6 separate regions of the Mus musculus genome follow, and all the other regions are linked to region 1. A link is a contact called in public Hi-C, HiChIP or PLAC-seq and promoter capture Hi-C data. All regions are on one chromosome and are shown on one strand. The core of a region is the stretch at or near the end of the contact, and the rest is flanking DNA. Distances in the headings are between cores, read along the strand shown.

Region 1 (2,700 bases), core at 155-2,654:
TAGCACTCTTTTTCAAACTGCAAGATGTATCTTGAGTTAAGAAATCATTTTTAGCCGGGCGGTGGTGGCGCACGCCTTTAATCCCAGCACTTGGGAGGCAGAGGCAGGAGGATTTCTGAGTTCGAGGCCCAGCCTGGTCTACAAAGTGAGTTCCAGGACAGTCAGGGCTACACAGGGAAACCCTGTCTCGAAAAAACAAAACAAAACAAAACGAAAGAAAGAAAGAAAGAAAGAAGGAAGGAAATCATTTTTAGACAGAAAGCTATCTGAAATAATGAGAAAAGTTACACAGAAGCCAGAAGAGGATGCTGAATTCCCTGACACTGGAGTTAGAGGTGGGTTTAGCACCATGGCGCCCTTAGGAACTGAGTCCAGGTCCCCTGGAAGAGCAGACAAGTCTCTTAACCACCAAGTCATCTCTCCAGCACCAAGAAGAGAACTTTTAAGCTATTGGAATGCCACAAGTAACAAGGATAGGAATGGTTCCAAGAAGACATGTGCTTGTATATACATGTGATCACAGCATAAAAGTCTTGTGACTGTAGTTCACAGTAAAAAAAAAAAAAAGTCTGAAACACAAACGAATACTCTTCACAAGCCTGCAATACAGAGACAACTCCTCAGCGTATTCACCGCCTTCCAAGAGTGGAGAGTACTTGGTCCTCAATGCGTTCTCTATCTGGCTTTAGGGAATGGCCCGAAAACGCTGCATGAATTTCCCTGGGCAACTCTTCAGCTAATTTAATACCACCCCAATCCGAAGGATTGTTCTAACCACACTGGCTTCTTTCTTACCCTCACACCAGAGAAAACTCTACCCATAGCACTTGGTCACACAATTATTTTTCTTTTTTTAATCTTAGTAAAGCCTCCTCGACCCGGGACTAAGTCAAATGTTGGTGATGACACTCTGGCTACCCTGTTGCCGTTCAGTTCCAGGGACAGGTGTGTAACTTTGTGTACTTGGTTGAAGACTGTCATGCCCACAAGACTCGAGTCCCTGATGCCTAGCATACACACGAAGCTTAATTTTTTTTTTTTAACTTACGATAATATGCACTTTAAATAAAGCCAGGAAGCCGGGTAGGTGACTTACCGGAAGCCACGCAGATCCAGCTCGAGTGAGTCTCGTTCTCTGGTTACAGTTAAAGGGGTGTGGGGGGAAGTTCCTTCGGGAGCCCCAGAGACCCTGACCACGGTGTCCTCAGGGACGGGTTCTCAGGAAGAAAGGCCTCCTCAGACACCAGCTCACAAAGCCAGACTCCGCCAGCGCGATTCTGAGACAAGAAGCGAGGTGGCCCGACCACACACAAGGAAACCGGAGGCCGAAAGGCGCACCGAGGGCCGACACTCACCGTAGCACCTCAAGCTCCGGTTCCGCGGAAACGGGACGGAAGTTCGGCTGCTTTGGTGCCGGATAGGTGCTACGGAAAAAGTAGTCCGGCGGAGCCCCGAGTCTCAGAAGAAATGGCCCGTGCTTCCAGGTTCCTCACGATAAGCACTTCATTTTCTTCTTACTGTTTCGTTTTACTTCCCGAATTATAAATAACGACTTTAATTAAACTATCCACTTTATATCCCCGTCCAGAAACATACTCACCATCCACAGTCCTTTTGGTCTCAAGCAGACACGGGCTGGCCAAAGCATGGTTCAGGTGTTGGCACACAGTAGCCACAGACTGGCTCAGTCATGGTTGGTCCTCTTTAGCCACATTTCCTATGCCGGTCACCATGTCAAAAGTTCCCTATTATCTCCAAGTCCCGGCTTCCAGACACATTCATCCCTAGTTTCAGAACCAAGGCTGTTGCCTGAAGGGAGAACCAGTCCCTTCAAACGCAAACACAGCAGTTCCTCTGGAAATGACCACCCAGTGTTTTCCAGGCCTTACAGAATACAGCAGTCAAGCTATAAATGTGCACTGAGTGAGGAAACCTGACTGTCTTTTTCTTCTCTATTTCCTTAGAACCTAGCACATAGCCCTCATAAATGTACTGTGTATTTAATAACAAATCAAATGATGTGTATAGTAAATGACTATCCATAGGCCTTGCTGTATTAGTCAGGGTTCTCTAGAGTCACAAAACTTATGGGTAGTCTCTATATAGTAAGGGAATTTGTTGATGACTTACAGTCTGTAGTCCAGCTCTCCAACAATGGTGAGCAGCAGCTGTGAATGGAAATCCAAGGATCTAGCAGTTGCTCAGTCCCACAAGGCAAGCAGGTGAACAAGAGAGAGAGAGAATCTTCCTTCTTCCAATGTCCTTATGTAGGTCTCCAGCAGAAAGTGTGTGCCCAGATTAAAGGTGTGTGCCATCACACCTGGATCTGGAACTTGCTTTGTCCCACATGACTTTAAACTCAGAGATCTCCCCTGTCTTAATCTTCTCGGATTCATAACCACTATGCCTCAAGATTTCCATGCCATTATCCAGGTCAGACACTTGCATCTCCCAGCCTCCAGATTAGGGTCACTGTGAGCCTACCAATTCTGGATTGTAGTTCATTCCGGATATAGTCAAGTTGACAACCAGGAAGAGCCAGTACACTAACCTTGTGCTCAGTGGTTCTGTACATCAGAACTCCACCATGAGCCAGAGCTACTGGGAGATACATAGATACTACTTCTAATCTCCTCACTAACCATAGCCAAGATGTGACCCTCCTCTAATCTTGTACTGCCAACTTTCCCGACCTGATTG
Region 2 (2,700 bases), core at 161-2,660, 660 kb before region 1:
TCATTTGCCTATTAGGGATTTAGAGAGCTTTCCATCTCCCTATATCAGGACTCTTCCTTGAGCAGTACACCTTTGTATTTTAATTCAACGATTCCTTCCGATACGTCATGTAAGACAACACTCTACTACCTCCAAACTTGGTAGTCTCCACGAGGCCATACCCGCAGCAGTGGATTTTGTCCAAAACAAATTAATCATCATTAACATGTTAAAATCTCTGCTTTGAGTATACCATGAGGCTTTAGTGGGGCATAGGAACTCCTTCATAACTTGCCTTGACGTCCCTGTTTTCTTCTCTAGTGACTCCTTCATCCAAACAAGGACTACTCTGTAATTTTCAAACACACTGCCCCAAGTCCTTAGTGTAGAAGAGAAATAATCCAAATCAGGGAATACAGTGAAGGCAAACGATTCTATCCTACCATCCAACTCTCTTGGAAGAGCTGATCAATAAGTATGACAATTTCAGATAAGGTACAATGGAGACGATGAAATAGAAGTTAGGTGTCAGCTTATAGATGTACTGCTCAGTAATGGCCTGAGAAGGTTAAAATTAGACTTAAATGATGAAGAGCAAGGTATGCAAAGATATGCACAATAGCATTTTCACACACGGAGAAAAGCCTCCTGCGACTGAGAACTAGCTTGATATTCCCAAGGTTACGAGTTACCTGGTGCATCTGAATGCTATTATTTTTCTGTATTTTAAAGACAAAAAATGATCTCGTGCAGGATTCTGAGTGAAAACGATCAGGTTCTAGTTTAGGTTTTAAAAACACCTTTCAGGTAAGCGCGAGGACCATCTCTATTCCTGAAACGACTATTTACTGGGACAGTTTCCAGAATCCTGGGAGTGAGGCTGAGACCCGTCACCCCAAACCCTTGTCCCTGCATCCCTTTCTGGCGAGATTTGGGAGTCTCTGACGTGGCGCTTCTACGTGAAGAAGCCACTTTCGGCAGCTCCCGCCTCCACCTCCATCGAGGGTCAAAGCTCAGTGAGAGCGGGCTGGAGGCGCGCCGGGGAGCTGACAAACCTAGGGTCCACAGGACAGTGTCATGGAGAAGGCTTCCCACTAGCGTGAACGGACTCGCAGTCCCAAGTCACCCACACCAGGGAACCCGCGGTGGAGAGCGCGGGGCGCGAGCTACAGTCCCGGCAGCCTCAGCACCGGCTCGGATCCTTCCGCCCCGCTCTCTCACGTCCGTCCCCGCGGCCCGGAGCCCCGCAGCTGCCCACCCAGGGCCCGAGCTAGATCTCCGTTAGAGTCCGAGGTCCATCTTCTTATCCCATTCCGGGAGACGGGCTGCTGCGGGCTCCAGAGGAGAAAGGGACTTTTTGAGAAGAAAAGCGGAGGCAGACGATGAAGGGAAGGCGAGCTCAAGAAGGCGATTTTCGCGCGCTTTGTCGCGGGGGGTTGTGGGTAGCTCGCCGGGAGGGAAAAGAAAACCCCGAAGCCGGTCGCGCCGCCCGTCGGGCCGGAGGGGGATATGTTCGAGGACGAGCCCCACGCCGAGGGGGCGGCGGCGGTCGCCGCGGCCAGGGAGGCGCTGCAGGCCCTGTGCCAGGAACTGAACCTGGACGAGGGAAGCGCGGCCGAAGCCCTGGATGACTTCACGGCCATCCGCGGCAACTACAGCCTAGAGGTGAGCGGCGGCAGGTGGGCGGCGGCCCCGACCCTCGCCAGGCCCCACCCCCGGCCCGCCCCCGCCCCAAGCCTATCGGGCGGTGGGAGTTCCCCACCTACGAGGGTCTCCGAGGAGTGCGGGGAGGGAAGGGTGGGTGTAGCTCGGCCAACCCACCCATTTGGATTGAGGCGGGAAACCGAAGATCGGAAAGTGAGCCGCCGGTTCTGCGGGGGTTCCCTAGGCTCCCAACTTTCAAACTTGATTTCTGCGCGCCGCCCAGTGCCCCAAACGGCGCGGTGCTGCCGTTAAATCGATCAGACCTGATCCCGCGGTAAAATGAATTACTCATCGCTGCTCAGCCCTTTGATTATGTCTTCCCCAACTCGTTTGAAACACCACTGGATCCCCATTCCACAGAGGGAGAAAGTGGGGTCGGTAAGAAGTTAATTTAGCGCCCAAGGTGACGCAGTTTGCCATGCAACCTGGTACAGCAGTTTGAGCCCTTTAACTCCTCCATTCTTCCACCTAATCGAGTGTAGCAGTTAGTTCGTTTATACCATGCACTGTAGTTAGATAGATCAAAGTCAGCACACACAAAGCTCTTCTCAGCCCCACGTTCCTCTCTGCCAGGCCGTTGCTCTAACGATTGATGTGGTATCTGGCTCTGAATAAAATAAATGGTGCTTGTTATCATTATTAGGTATTCCCAGTAACACACACACATATGTTAATGATATATATGTGTGTGTGTGTGTGTGTATACATATATATATATATACCCAGGGGGTATCGAGACAGACTATTTCAGCATCTAACTGAGATGTACAAAAGCTTTCATTATACACATGGGCAGGATTCACATATAGGATTCCTCTGACTCAGACTGCCAGCGAAATAATTGCTGGTCAGGGAGTAGGAAATAGGGAGCAACTGTTGTACACATGTCTATACTCCTATGAGAGAAAAGTACCTGAGACTACACACACACACACACACACACACACACACACACATATATAAAATTTGTCTTTACAGCAGGACAGTGACTACTATACCTGTTTTCTTGGTGGTGTT
Region 3 (2,700 bases), core at 195-2,694, 590 kb after region 1:
CTAAATATTTTTTACATGGGAGCATGGTTCCACAGGTAAGGAGTTGGCCTAATGATTCTAACCCACACGAAGGCTAAAGACATCTCCACAACGTCCTCTATAGCCTTCACGTGTCCACCAGGCGCAACTGGTTAGTAGCAAAGCGGAAATCAAAGTCTAATTCAATTCCAAATTCTATTCTCATTTCATTAGCTGCCAAAATCAAAAAATATAAAACTCACAGCACTGCAGAGCATTTCCTAAGGGGAATGAATTAATGACATCCACACCTGAAGCTTTCTGAGGTAATTTGAGCAAAATGTGACAATATGTTCCTGCAGCACAGGGTGTAGATGTACCAGTAAGACAGTGCAGAGCTGGCCTTGATTTTTGTTAAGAAAACTATCGATTTGGTAATATTATCAATCCTACTTCATAAGCTTTCTCAGGGCCCAGCCTAGACTCACAGGCCTGAAATCTCAACACTGACTGGCTGCATAAGACGCTGGGTTAAAAAAAAAAGCAGCCCTTTTATTGAAACGTGAGTTGCAACCCTGACCTCCATATCTTACAGGCTAACGTATAAACAGCAAACTAAAGGCAATCTAGTTAAGTCATAATATTCGTAGGGGGTTCTAGCTCATTGTGAAACTTGATTTATAAGTGCTTGTTTCTTCGTGCATAAAACGTGAATATACAGAACGCACACCATAGATCGCTGCATGGATTAAAGGGGCCTTTGTAGGTAATGCATTTAATAGAGCTGTCATCTTTCGACTATTCAGTAACTTTTTTTTAGTTACTAGTAGTCATCATAGGGCATAAGAGTTGAAAAAAAAGGACATGATTTCTAACAAGCCCAGAACAAGAAAGAGTGGCAGAACACTGACTTGGGCAAAGTTCGCAAAAGGCAAGAATCTGATCAGTTGAGCCTGGAGCAGGCCTCAAGAAAGATTTTTAAAGAAGTGATCTTTGAGTTCTGAAAAATCAAAGTTCTGATAATGGGGCAGTGGGCTGAGAGCGGACTTTCAGGGGAAGATCACATGCAAAGCCGTATGAGCACAGGGCGCTGCAAAACTCCCGGGTGCACGGAGCGTGATCCGCAGGGCGCGCAGCATCTCATCCCGTCAGCTCCGGGCTACGACAGTGGGCCACCCGAGTGTGAGGTTCTCTGGGCGGCGGCTGCAGCAGGAAACTGAGGCAGGCAGGCCCCGACCACTGGGACAGGTCCCAGCCCCTCTCTGGGCCCGGGGTGCCTCCCGGGATACAGGAAGCCGCTGTCCAGGCGACATCCCCGCGGGCGCCCAGGCCCTGGACCTCGGACCGTTACGCTCAGCGCCTCCCGCCTGCCCCTGCCCACCTCACCAGAGTCGGTTCCCGGGGATCCCGAAGCGCTCCGCAGCTACCGAGGCCGCTGCAGCAACCTGCAGGCCCGGCCTGGGGCCGCCCTCAGTCTGGAGGCCAGGCCCCGCCCGTCAAACTCCCGCCCTTTCGTGGGGAACCGCCCAGCCCAGTCCAGCCGAGCGCCGGGAATGAGTGCGCCGCTGCAAACCTCTCGCCATATTAAGTACTGGCAGCCAACTTACTAGAGAAGCCCAAAAGGAAAGGGGGGGATATAGTGAGACCAAGGTCGCTCTCCAAAAGTAAAGACAGTCACCGTCTCTGAATTCTAGCACTGAACGTTCTGAGGTGGAGAAGAAACACTCGCCCGTAAGCTCCCGCCTGTGGCTTCAGAGTTAAGTACTGCGCATGCGTGTAGCCAAGGTCTCGGTGCACCTGCGCACTGTCTCACCAACAAAGCCAAGTACAGTAACTGGGTGAAAGCACCTAGCTCCAGTTAAATCTGGGCAAACGAATGTCTCAGCTTTAGATCTTTACTGATCCTCCACGCAGCCCCAGGAAACAGAACATTCGCAAACAACTGTGTCGTTGGCTACTTTGTCCGGTTATGACTACCGCTACTTGACTGCGTTCCGCTAGGAACGGGGAGTTATTTTGATAATATATTGTACAATCATTATTGACGCATTTTCTTAGCATTGATTTTTTTCATTTATTTATTTATTTATTTTGGTTTTTCGAGTCAGGGTTTCTCTGTGTAGCCCTGGCTGTCCTGGAACTCACTCTGTAGACCAGGCTGGCCTCAAACTCAGAGATCCGCCCGCCTCTGCCTCCCAAGTGCTGGGATTAAAGGCGTGCGCCACCACTGCCCGGCTTTTCTTTCTCTTTCTCTCTTTCTCTCTTTCTCTCTTTCTCTCTTTCTCTCTTTCTCTCTTTCTTTCTTTCTTTCTTTCTTTCTTTCTTTCTTTCTTTCTTTCTTTCTTTCTTCCTTCCTTCCTTCCTTCCTTCCTTCCTCCCTCCCTCCCTCCCTCCCTCCCTCCCTCCCTCCCTCCCTTCCTTCTTCCCCTTCTTTCTTTCTTTCTTCCTCCCTCCCTCCCTCCTTTCTTTCTTCCTCCCTCCCTCCCTCCCTTCTTTCTTTCTTTCTTTCTTTCTTTCTTTCTTTCTTTCTTTCTTTCTTTCTTTCTTTCTTTCTTTCTTTCTTTTGTGTGTGTGTGAATTTTTTATTCATTTATATTAGTACACTGTAGCTGTCTTCAGACACACCAGAAGAGGGCGTCCGATCCCATTACAGATGGTTGTGAGCACCATGAGGTTGCTGAGAATTGAACTCAGGACCTCTGGAAAAGCAGTCACTGCTATATAACCCCTGAGCCATCTCTC
Region 4 (2,700 bases), core at 71-2,570, 530 kb before region 1:
AGGACTCCCCAGGGTCCTCAGGGTTCCCAGGTGCTAGGCAGACCTGCTTGTACTTCGAGGTGGATGGTGGGTCAATAAAAGAAAAAGGAGTAGACCTTGAACTAGTTGGCCATGATGTAGGTCAGGTTAGGAGAAAGGGGAGGAGCCAAAGTAAAGATGAGGGAAGAAGAGGAGGACGAGGAACCCATGGAAAAGAAGGGGGAAAAGAGAAGGGGAGAGAAAGACCGAGAAGGGTCTAAAGGAAGAAAAAGAGGCTGCATAGTGTGTGTGTGTGTGTGTGTGTGTGTGTGTGTGTGTACGAGCTACCTTCTGGGTGGCAAGAGACTGGGCAGCTACCATGCTGATGAGTGCCTTCCCAGGGCCAAAGAACTTACTATGGTTTAGGCACAGTGTGGAGAGGGCAGAGGTGAGGAAGGTGTAAGGGATTCTGAGAAATTAACTCTGATAGCCTGAATAGCTCAAGAGGAAAGAAACCATGCCCACCAATACTGGGGCCTTGGAGTCTGTGGTGGAGTCAATCTGACCCTGTTGGTATTCAGGGTCACAGTCCCATGCCAGCCCCTAACCGGCCTAGAACCTGCCCCCTAAGCACCTAACGGTCTGGCATCCTCAAGGCACAGCCTGAAGTTAATCGCAAAGACCATGAAATTGGGGTCGGGGAGACAAGACTATGCCCGGGTTCATAGGCAACTAGGGTGTGCAAGATCCAAGATGCACGCGGAACGCCACGGTTCCAATGGCAGCGGACAGATAGACGAGGCAAAAGGAGTCCAGCATACTCTGTAGGATCCATCCTGCTTCCTTCTCAGACCAAGAACCGACCGCGTGCCAGGTCGTGTTCAGTTTAAGGTTCTATAGGATGGGGTCGTTTGTCATGCCCAGTTAAAGGGGGCGGAGTTCGCGCAGGCTCAGCACCCACAAGGGGCGCGCGGCGCGGTGCTGGGTGTGCATGGATGCTGGCTCCGGCCCTTTGAGGTCCGCGGGGCCTCTGCCAGGGAATAGTCTCTCCTGTCGTCCACGAGGCCCCTACGGCGACGCCGGGCTTCCAGGCTCCTCGGCCGGGTGTGATCCCCCAGCCCGCAGAGGAGCGGCCGGCGGCCCGGAGCGGCGGGAGCGAGCCGAGGCCGCGGCTGCCCGGGCCCGCCTGACCCTCGAGGGGGTCGCTGTTGCCTCGCGGATCCCTCCCTCGCTCCCCGCTCGCGTCCCTCCCCGCTGCTCCCGCCGCGTCCGCCTTTTGTTCGCCGAGCCGCGCGCCCCCGAGCCGAGGCGGCGGGGCGGGGAGCTGGCGGGGCTGCGTGGGGGGCGGGCCGCGCCGGGCGGAGCCGGGGCCCTGGCCTCAGCCGGACTGGGAGTCCGAGGCGGCGATCGCCGAGCAGGCTGCAGTCGGGGTCCGGGCGCACTCCGGGGGCGCGGCGAGGCGGAGGGGGCGGGCACCGGGCGGAGCCGGAGTCGGAGTCGCGGCGCCTGGAGGAGATCGGGCCGCGCGCTGAGAGCACCGAGTGGCGGAGAGGCCGCGCGGCGCGGGGCAGGGCCCGAGCGCAGCCCCCGGACGCAGGAGACCGGAGCGCAGTCGCGGCCTGAGCGGCGGGAGCGCATCCGAGACCCGCCGCAGGGACACCCAAGCCGGCCACTCCCGGGCCATGCGCGCCGCTCGCTGAGACCCGGGGAGGCCGCGATGGAGACGCCAGCGGGAGAGTCATCGGCGCGGGGCTACGGCCCCCCGCCTGCGCCCGCGCCCGCCGCGGAGAGGAAGAAAAGCCACCGCGCGCCATCACCAGCCCGGCCCAAGGACGTGGCCGGCTGGTCTCTGGCCAAAGGCCGCCGCGGCACAGGCCCGGGCTCCGCTACAGCCTGTGGCACCGCGTCCTCGGCGAGGCCCGACAAGAAGGGGCGCGCGGTGGCTCCTGGTACCCGAGGCACGGGGCCTCGGGTGGCCGGGGTGCGCACGGGGGTCCGCGCCAAGGGTCGCCCTCGTCCCGGTACCGGGCCCCGCCCGCCGCCGCCGCCGCCCAGCCTCACGGACAGTAGCTCCGAGGTGTCGGACTGCGCGTCGGAGGAGGCGCGCCAGTTGGGCCTGGAGCTGGCGCTGAGCAGCGACGCCGAGTCTGCGGCGGGCGGCCCGGCGGGGACCCGCACCGGGCAGCCGCCCCAGCCAGCGCAGTCGGGGCAGCAGCCTCCGCGGCCTCCCGCCTCCCCGGATGAGCCGTCGGTGGCCGCATCGTCGGTGGGCAGCAGCCGCTTGCCACTCAGCGCCTCGCTAGCCTTCTCCGACCTCACCGAGGAGATGCTGGACTGTGGGCCCGGAGGCTTGGTGCGGGAGCTGGAAGAGCTGCGTTCCGAGAACGACTATCTCAAGGTGGGGACCTGGGGGGGATGGGGGAGGCGCAGGGGCGGGAGAGGACTGGTCATCCGGGCTCAAGAGTCCAGGGCGCTGACCAAGCAGGGAGAGTGCCCCACCTTCTCTTCCCACTTTTCCGGTGAGGAGGATTATGGATAAGACACCGAGTAAAGGACCCCAATGTGCACTTTCCCACCCGCGGTAAAACTGTTTTAGAGGACACGTTCTGATGGGTGAGTGGGGATAGTCAGCCAAGGCTGACCTTCCCCCCCTCTAACCTGCCCAGGACCCCGGTCCCAGATCAGCAGGCTTTCTCGGCTCTCTGTTCTGGAACCAATGTCCGTGTGTTAGGCTGCCAGGGA
Region 5 (2,700 bases), core at 24-2,523, 550 kb before region 1:
GAAAAAAAAAAAAGAAACCTGGAGTTGGGGTGAGACAGGGTCCTATGTAGCTCAGATTGGTCTCAACTTTGCTGTGTAGCCGAGGTTGGCCTTGAGTTTCAGGTCCCCTGCCTCGCTTCCCAAGATGCGAGTGTAGGGATGCAGCCACAGAGGTGCCTGGTGTACTTTTCAATCTTTAAGGAAAGCCCGAAAGTGATCCTTCTTATCCACTGAGAAGTTCTCATTTAAATTGTAGCAATGTGGGGCTGGAGAGATGGCTGAGGACCCTGATTCAATTCCCAGCACCCAGCAGCCACATGCGGCTCACAACCAGCTGTAACTCCAGTTCCAGAGGATCTGATGCCCTCTTCTGGCCTCCGTGGGTACCATACTCATAAAATAAGAAATGCCGAGGGAAAATTCTAAAAGAGGTTGAGGAGTTTGTGCCTGCACAGTCAAGATTGCCCGCACACACACAAGACACATATACACCCCCTGCACATACACATATAGATAGACACAATACACATATATCACACTCAGCACACACACACTACACATATACATCACACACATACCACATATATACCACATACATAGACAGAATACACATATATCATACACAACACACATACCACACACACACACACATACATACCTTAGACACACACAACATACACACACTTTTATTTTTTAAAGGAAAACAGAAATAGAATGTGTGTGTGGTAAGTGCCTTAGACCATGGTCTATTTCTTGTCAGGCCCTGTGTTAGGAACCACGATGAAGCCAGTACCTAAGAGGGTCATAGTTCCTTAGTGCCTGTGTCTCATTCTAAGTGTGTACCACAGACATACAAGTGAAAAGCAATTGTGTAGTGTTACGTGCTTTGGGGTGCAAAGGAGATCTTGCCAGACTTGGCTAGATGAGAAAAGCCTGCATCAGGAGAAGCTTACAGGCCAGCTCCTAAAGGAGGAGAGAGATCAGCGGCTGTTTCCAGGGCCAGCAGCAGGGCCATTAGGCGGGCATTGAGACGGAAACAGCACGGGGAAAGCTGAAAAGCTAACAGAGACCATGAGCCCTTTCAGGAGCAGCATCGAGTGGTGGATGCCCCCTGCCATCCGTGTGCCAGGGGCAGCCTGAAGCCATTGAACTGGAGCAAGTGAAATCTTTCAGTTCGCATTCTTAACACCTGCTGGAGCTGAAGTCCGAAGGTGTGATGTAAGCGCTTTACAACGCGGCTGCCTTTGAGAGGAGCAGCAGCTCCCAGGAGCTCTGTCCAGTCAGATCCGGTGTGCTCAGCAGAAGACATTTAACATCCGGACGTTACCAAAGTAACCGAAGGAACAAATGGAACAGTGACTCAGTGCCCGGGTGATCTTACTGTAGTTTAGGACAGGCTGAGGGAGCAGGTGGGCGTCCAGGAGCTGAGGCCCCTTCCAGCAGCTGGAACCATAGAGTGGTGACGCCCTGAAGCCCATGCCAGAGGAGATGGGAGGGAAACTACTCAGGCTGCACTGCCCTCTTCATCTCCAGACTATGACTCCACCCAAGGGCTAGAAAGGAGACGAGAGTGGCGGGTTTGAGTGGCGGGTTAAGAGGTGCTGAGTACCTGAGACGAATGGTCAGAGGCAGCCCGGCCTTGTTCCAGGAGGCGTGCACGGCCAGGGGCCTTGGTGCTCATGCTTCCTCCTCTCGGGTCATTGTGTGACCCTTGGGTGGAAGGGTGCATGTGGCTGGAGCTGTGTTAATGGGGCCAAAGTTAAGAGGTTTATTTAAAGAAAAAGGTCCCAGGGTTCTGGGTGTCATTTGTCCCTGTCCTCCTCTGTGTCCTCCCCCATTTGCAGACCTGGCTCATTTGTTTTCGAGGAGACTAGAGAAAAGAGAAGCAAGCCTGCAGTATAGCTTCTGTCTCCCCGTGAGCCCCATGCAGGGTGTGAACTCAGGCAGCTCTGGGCAGCTGTGTCCTGTGACTCAGCCAGTTTCCCATGAGACCTCTGTCTGCTTAGGACTATGGTGTTTTCTAGTTTATAGTCACAGGACATGTACAGCTTTGAATTTCTCAAGAGGAAGTGTATGTAGAAGCAATCTATGTTCAGGACAGAGGTGTGTGTGTCTGAGACACAGCCCAGATACAATGATGGAAACTGGCTTTTCTTTGTGTCCTGACTCTCTTTTCTCTCTCTCTCTCTCTAATAGGATGGTGACATTATAGCTCCACTCATAACACCTCTGAAATGGAATAATAAGACTTCATCTTGCCTCCAAGAAGTATCCAAAGTAAAAACATGTCTAAAATTTTAAGTGAATATCTGCGGTTAGTTCTTTTCAAAAACCTCTTTCCCTCTTCACAATTAAGTTAGGAAATATAATCCGGGCCCACCAATGACCTTTATTTAGTATCTGGAATGTATTCTCGTGCTGGGGTGGGGGGGTCTCGTTTTCATTCAAAATGAAAAATGGTAACATTAACAAATTTTTCCTATCTAGCCTGTGGTGGTTTGACTAAGAATGGTCCCATAAGGTCATATAATTCAATGCCTGGTCACCAGGGAGTGGAACTGTTTGAAAGGATTACAAGGATCGAGACAGTGTGGCCTTGCTATAGGAAGTGTGTCACAGAAGATGTGCATGCTCTTGTACTCTCTCTCTCTCTCTCTCTCTCTCTCTCTCTCTCTCCCTCCCTCCCTCCCTCCCTCCCTCCCTCCCTCCCTCCTGTCCATC
Region 6 (2,700 bases), core at 152-2,651, 590 kb before region 1:
TACTGTCCTTGACACAACACAAGAGGGCATAGGATCCAATTACAGATGATTGTGAGCCACCATATGGTTGCTGGGAATTGAACTCATGACCTTTGGAAGGACTGTCAGTGCTCTTAACCACTGAGCCATCTCTCCAGCCCTCTCTCCCAGCTTTTATACTTCACTTTCCTACATCTGAAATTCGTTAAATGAATGTTTGTAAAGCCTTTAGAACAGGGCCCTGATCACATCAGCACTGTTTGCTAAGAATATTTTGGTTCATCCGATTTCTAGTTTGTCTGTTGTTTGTTTGTTGCTGGGTAATGAACATCGGGCCTCGAGCTTGTTTTGTTTTTGGTTTTGTTTTTTCGAGACAGGGATTCACTGTGTAGCCCTGGCTGTCCTGGAACTCACTTTGTAGACCAGGCTAGCCTCAAACTCAGAAATCAGCCTGCCTCTGCCTCCCAAATGCTGGGATTAAAGGCGTGCGCCACCACACCCGGCTCTCAAGCTTGTATTTTATGCCTAAGCATCACTTACAGCTGTCGGGCTCACCACTAAACATCTCATTTGTACTGCCTGACGTTAAAATACCTAGATGTGTATGTGTCTTGGTTTCTGAAGAGGTGTCGTAAATTAGTGGTCGTTGTACTAGTAATGGGTGGATAAAGATTTATGGGGAAGTTTGGGGTCTGTCCCAAAATGGCTTAACGCCAAAAAAAAAAAAAAAAAAAAAAAAAAAAAAGAAAGCCTGCTATTTGGACACTGACTAGTAATTAGTAAAAATACTGTCTATTTGGAAATAATAGGGCGGTCTGCTGCCAACTAACTGTGAATGTGGAATCTAACAGGACAGTCCGACAACCAGCTGGCAATCACTTCAGGGTTTTCCAGTTGGGCCAGTCCCTTGTTTTCTGCTCTGGGATAGGAGTGGCAGCTTTGTTGCCTTATAGGGTTTTTTTGTTTTTTGTTTTTAATTTTATTTTAACAAGTTTACAGCTTGGGGTGTTTGAAACCTGGCAAAACGTATTTGTTTCAGGAAGATACCTGCAGTTCACCAGAAGACCTTTTTAATCTGGAGCGTGGTGAACCTTCCTTAGCCCCAGATGCCCTCTTTGGCCTTGTCCTCACTAAAGTCTCCACTCTTAACCACAACTCAGTTTTGCTTTTCTAATAACACCACCCTTTCGGAGAAACACAAGGGCGGAGTTGAGGGCGATCGCGTAGGCATTGCGCTTGCGCAATGGGCCGGGCGCGAGCGCCCCGGGGAGGCCACGCTCCCAGGGCTGATGTCCGGGGCGCCTGCGCAGTAGGCCTGGAGGCTGGCAAAACTGAATGGACTCACTTTTGGGGTGTGGTGTCAGTGCGGCTGCGCGCGAGCCGGTGCCGCGGTACTTAACTTCGCAGCCCCGGGTGTCGGAGGTAGCCATGCAGAGCGCACCCTTGGAGCAGCCAGCTAAGCGACCCCGCTGCGATGGCAGCCCAAGGACGCCACCGAGCACTCCTCCTGCAACAGCTAATCTGTCTGCAGACGACGACTTCCAAAACACCGACCTCCGAACCTGGGAACCGGAGGACGTGTGCTCCTTCTTAGAGAATCGTGGTTTCCGAGAGAAGAAAGTGCTGGACATCTTCAGAGGTAGCGGGCCTGAGGGACGAAGGATGGCCACCGTGGGGCCGAGCAGGGAGAGTCCACATGGGAGGCATCCTAAGGGGGAGGTCTCTGGGGGAAGCGGCTGGCGGGAACCCGCCGCTGGAGAAGGAGGCGCCCTGTCGGGATGCGAACACACGGGCTACCCGAGGTGGGCACAGGTGAAGTGCAAGCCCATCGGTTCACTCTGGGCGGCGAACCTAGTAGAGGCCCAGGGAGGTTTGGTAGAAGGGTCTTTTCGGGAACTTGTCACTTCTGCCAGGAGCGATCCCCGCCCTTCTTAGAAGATTTTACCCCAGACCTCCGGCTGTGGCTTGCGGTCTTTCAGGCTCACCTGGCTTGGGAGACCCTTTTGTGCTAACCGCAGCTCCCGGAACACTTGGCCCCATGAGAGATTTTGAGCGCTTTTAAGTTTAACTCTGAAGCTGGTCCCGGAATTTGGGGTTTTCCTTAAAGGGGAGGGAAGGTGCTTAATCTCTGGATTCTCACTGACTATCATAATAGCCTAGTAGGGTTCAGTATGTGCTCATTGTATTTGCAGAGTGCTACTAAGGGAATTTCTCTTCCAACATAAGAGCAAGTTATTCACTGAAACCCCAACATTCCACAACTTGGCCACTCAAGAATTTTAAGAATTTTAAGGGATGCTTCTGGTTCTTGGTCTTGCTCCCGTCAACACTTTGAATCTGCTCAACTTTTTTTTTTTTTTTTTTTTTTTTTTTTCTTGGTTGGTGGCTGTGAAGCTTAACCCCTTGCATGATCGATCCCCGGAGGTGTTCGCTTGGAAAGTGGCCCCTCCGTGGTTATGATTTTCAAATTCAGTGAACTTTACTTCTTGTGGGGTGGAGCCCCTTGTGCCTAACTGAAGGACTGACTTTAAGAAAGCTTTAAAAGGGGTTGCGGATTTAGCTCAGTGGTAGAGTGCTTAGCAAGCGCAAGGCCCTGGGTGCGGTCCTCAGCTCTGGGGGAAAAAAAAAAAAGAAAGAAAGCTTAAAAATAGGAACTCACGTTTCTCTTTTTCTCTCCCTCTACAGAAGAGTAACTTTGGGGGTGGGGGTGGGGTAAGACAG

What was found. Promoter capture Hi-C pulls out the DNA fragments that hold promoters and counts their contacts. Hi-C and Micro-C count contacts between places; a contact is called where the count stands out from the background. HiChIP or PLAC-seq counts read pairs in DNA pulled down with a chosen protein or histone mark.
Region 2: a promoter capture Hi-C map of the HPC-7 cell line shows a contact between it and region 1. The contact joins the promoter of Rbl1 here to the promoter of Aar2 in region 1. A contact is called at or near these places in 3 of 39 promoter capture datasets (the HPC-7 cell line, HPC-7-derived erythroid cells, cranial neural crest and 1 more) and 2 of 115 datasets of contacts at active chromatin or transcription factors (T-cell acute lymphoblastic leukemia and embryonic stem cells).
Region 3: a Hi-C map of CD8 T cells shows a contact between it and region 1, with 2.9 times the contacts expected there. The contact joins the promoter of Cep250 here to the promoter of Aar2 in region 1.
Region 4: an H3K4me3 HiChIP or PLAC-seq map of embryonic forebrain shows a contact between it and region 1, with 2.7 times the contacts expected there. The contact joins the promoter of Soga1 here to the promoter of Aar2 in region 1. A contact is called at or near these places in 7 of 39 promoter capture datasets (the HPC-7 cell line, cranial neural crest, embryonic stem cells and 4 more), 1 of 484 Hi-C or Micro-C datasets (the G1E-ER4 cell line), 5 of 115 datasets of contacts at active chromatin or transcription factors (differentiating embryonic stem cells, embryonic forebrain, large pre-B cells and 2 more) and 2 of 9 other capture datasets (embryonic stem cells and macrophages).
Region 5: a promoter capture Hi-C map of the C10 cell line shows a contact between it and region 1, with 3 times the contacts expected there. The contact joins the enhancer-like site here to the promoter of Aar2 in region 1. A contact is called at or near these places in 10 of 39 promoter capture datasets (the 3T3-L1 cell line, the C10 cell line, the HPC-7 cell line and 6 more), 2 of 15 datasets of contacts at CTCF or cohesin (large pre-B cells and pro-B cells), 9 of 484 Hi-C or Micro-C datasets (B cells, the Ba/F3 cell line, the G1E-ER4 cell line and 3 more) and 2 of 115 datasets of contacts at active chromatin or transcription factors (large pre-B cells and stem cell-derived neural progenitor cells).
Region 6: an H3K27ac HiChIP or PLAC-seq map of large pre-B cells shows a contact between it and region 1, with 3 times the contacts expected there. The contact joins the promoter of Samhd1 here to the promoter of Aar2 in region 1. A contact is called at or near these places in 1 of 39 promoter capture datasets (embryonic stem cells), 2 of 115 datasets of contacts at active chromatin or transcription factors (large pre-B cells and memory CD8 T cells) and 1 of 9 other capture datasets (adipose tissue).

What each region holds. Positions count from the first base shown.
Region 1 is chr2:156,546,280-156,548,979 of GRCm38.p6, reverse strand. Aar2 (AAR2 splicing factor homolog) reads right to left here and starts at 1,404. Exons shown (of 4, transcript NM_026661.4): 1 at 1,097-1,404.
Region 2 is chr2:157,203,244-157,205,943 of GRCm38.p6, reverse strand. It overlaps Rbl1 (RB transcriptional corepressor like 1), which reads left to right and starts at 1,410. Exons shown (of 22, transcript NM_011249.2): 1 at 1,410-1,644. The coding sequence starts at 1,489.
Region 3 is chr2:155,955,302-155,958,001 of GRCm38.p6, reverse strand. Cep250 (centrosomal protein 250) reads right to left here and starts at 1,444. Exons shown (of 33, transcript NM_001130000.1): 1 at 1,345-1,444.
Region 4 is chr2:157,077,885-157,080,584 of GRCm38.p6, reverse strand. It overlaps Soga1 (suppressor of glucose, autophagy associated 1), which reads left to right and starts at 1,320. Exons shown (of 15, transcript NM_001164663.1): 1 at 1,320-2,356. The coding sequence starts at 1,676. It also overlaps a transcript of Tldc2 not described here.
Region 5 is chr2:157,098,979-157,101,678 of GRCm38.p6, reverse strand. It overlaps Samhd1 (SAM domain and HD domain, 1), which reads left to right. Exons shown (of 16, transcript NM_018851.4): 16 at 2,176-2,700. The coding sequence ends at 2,280. Among named protein-coding and RNA genes, the nearest start is that of Tldc2, 13 kb to the right of the region's middle. Within about 2 kb of position 1,273, at least 43 of the 459 cell types and tissues checked have an H3K27ac peak or open chromatin away from gene starts, as enhancers often do. A contact at or near this core is called in pro-B cells, where this site is marked.
Region 6 is chr2:157,133,797-157,136,496 of GRCm38.p6, reverse strand. It overlaps Samhd1 (SAM domain and HD domain, 1), which reads left to right and starts at 1,401. Exons shown (of 16, transcript NM_018851.4): 1 at 1,401-1,618. The coding sequence starts at 1,408.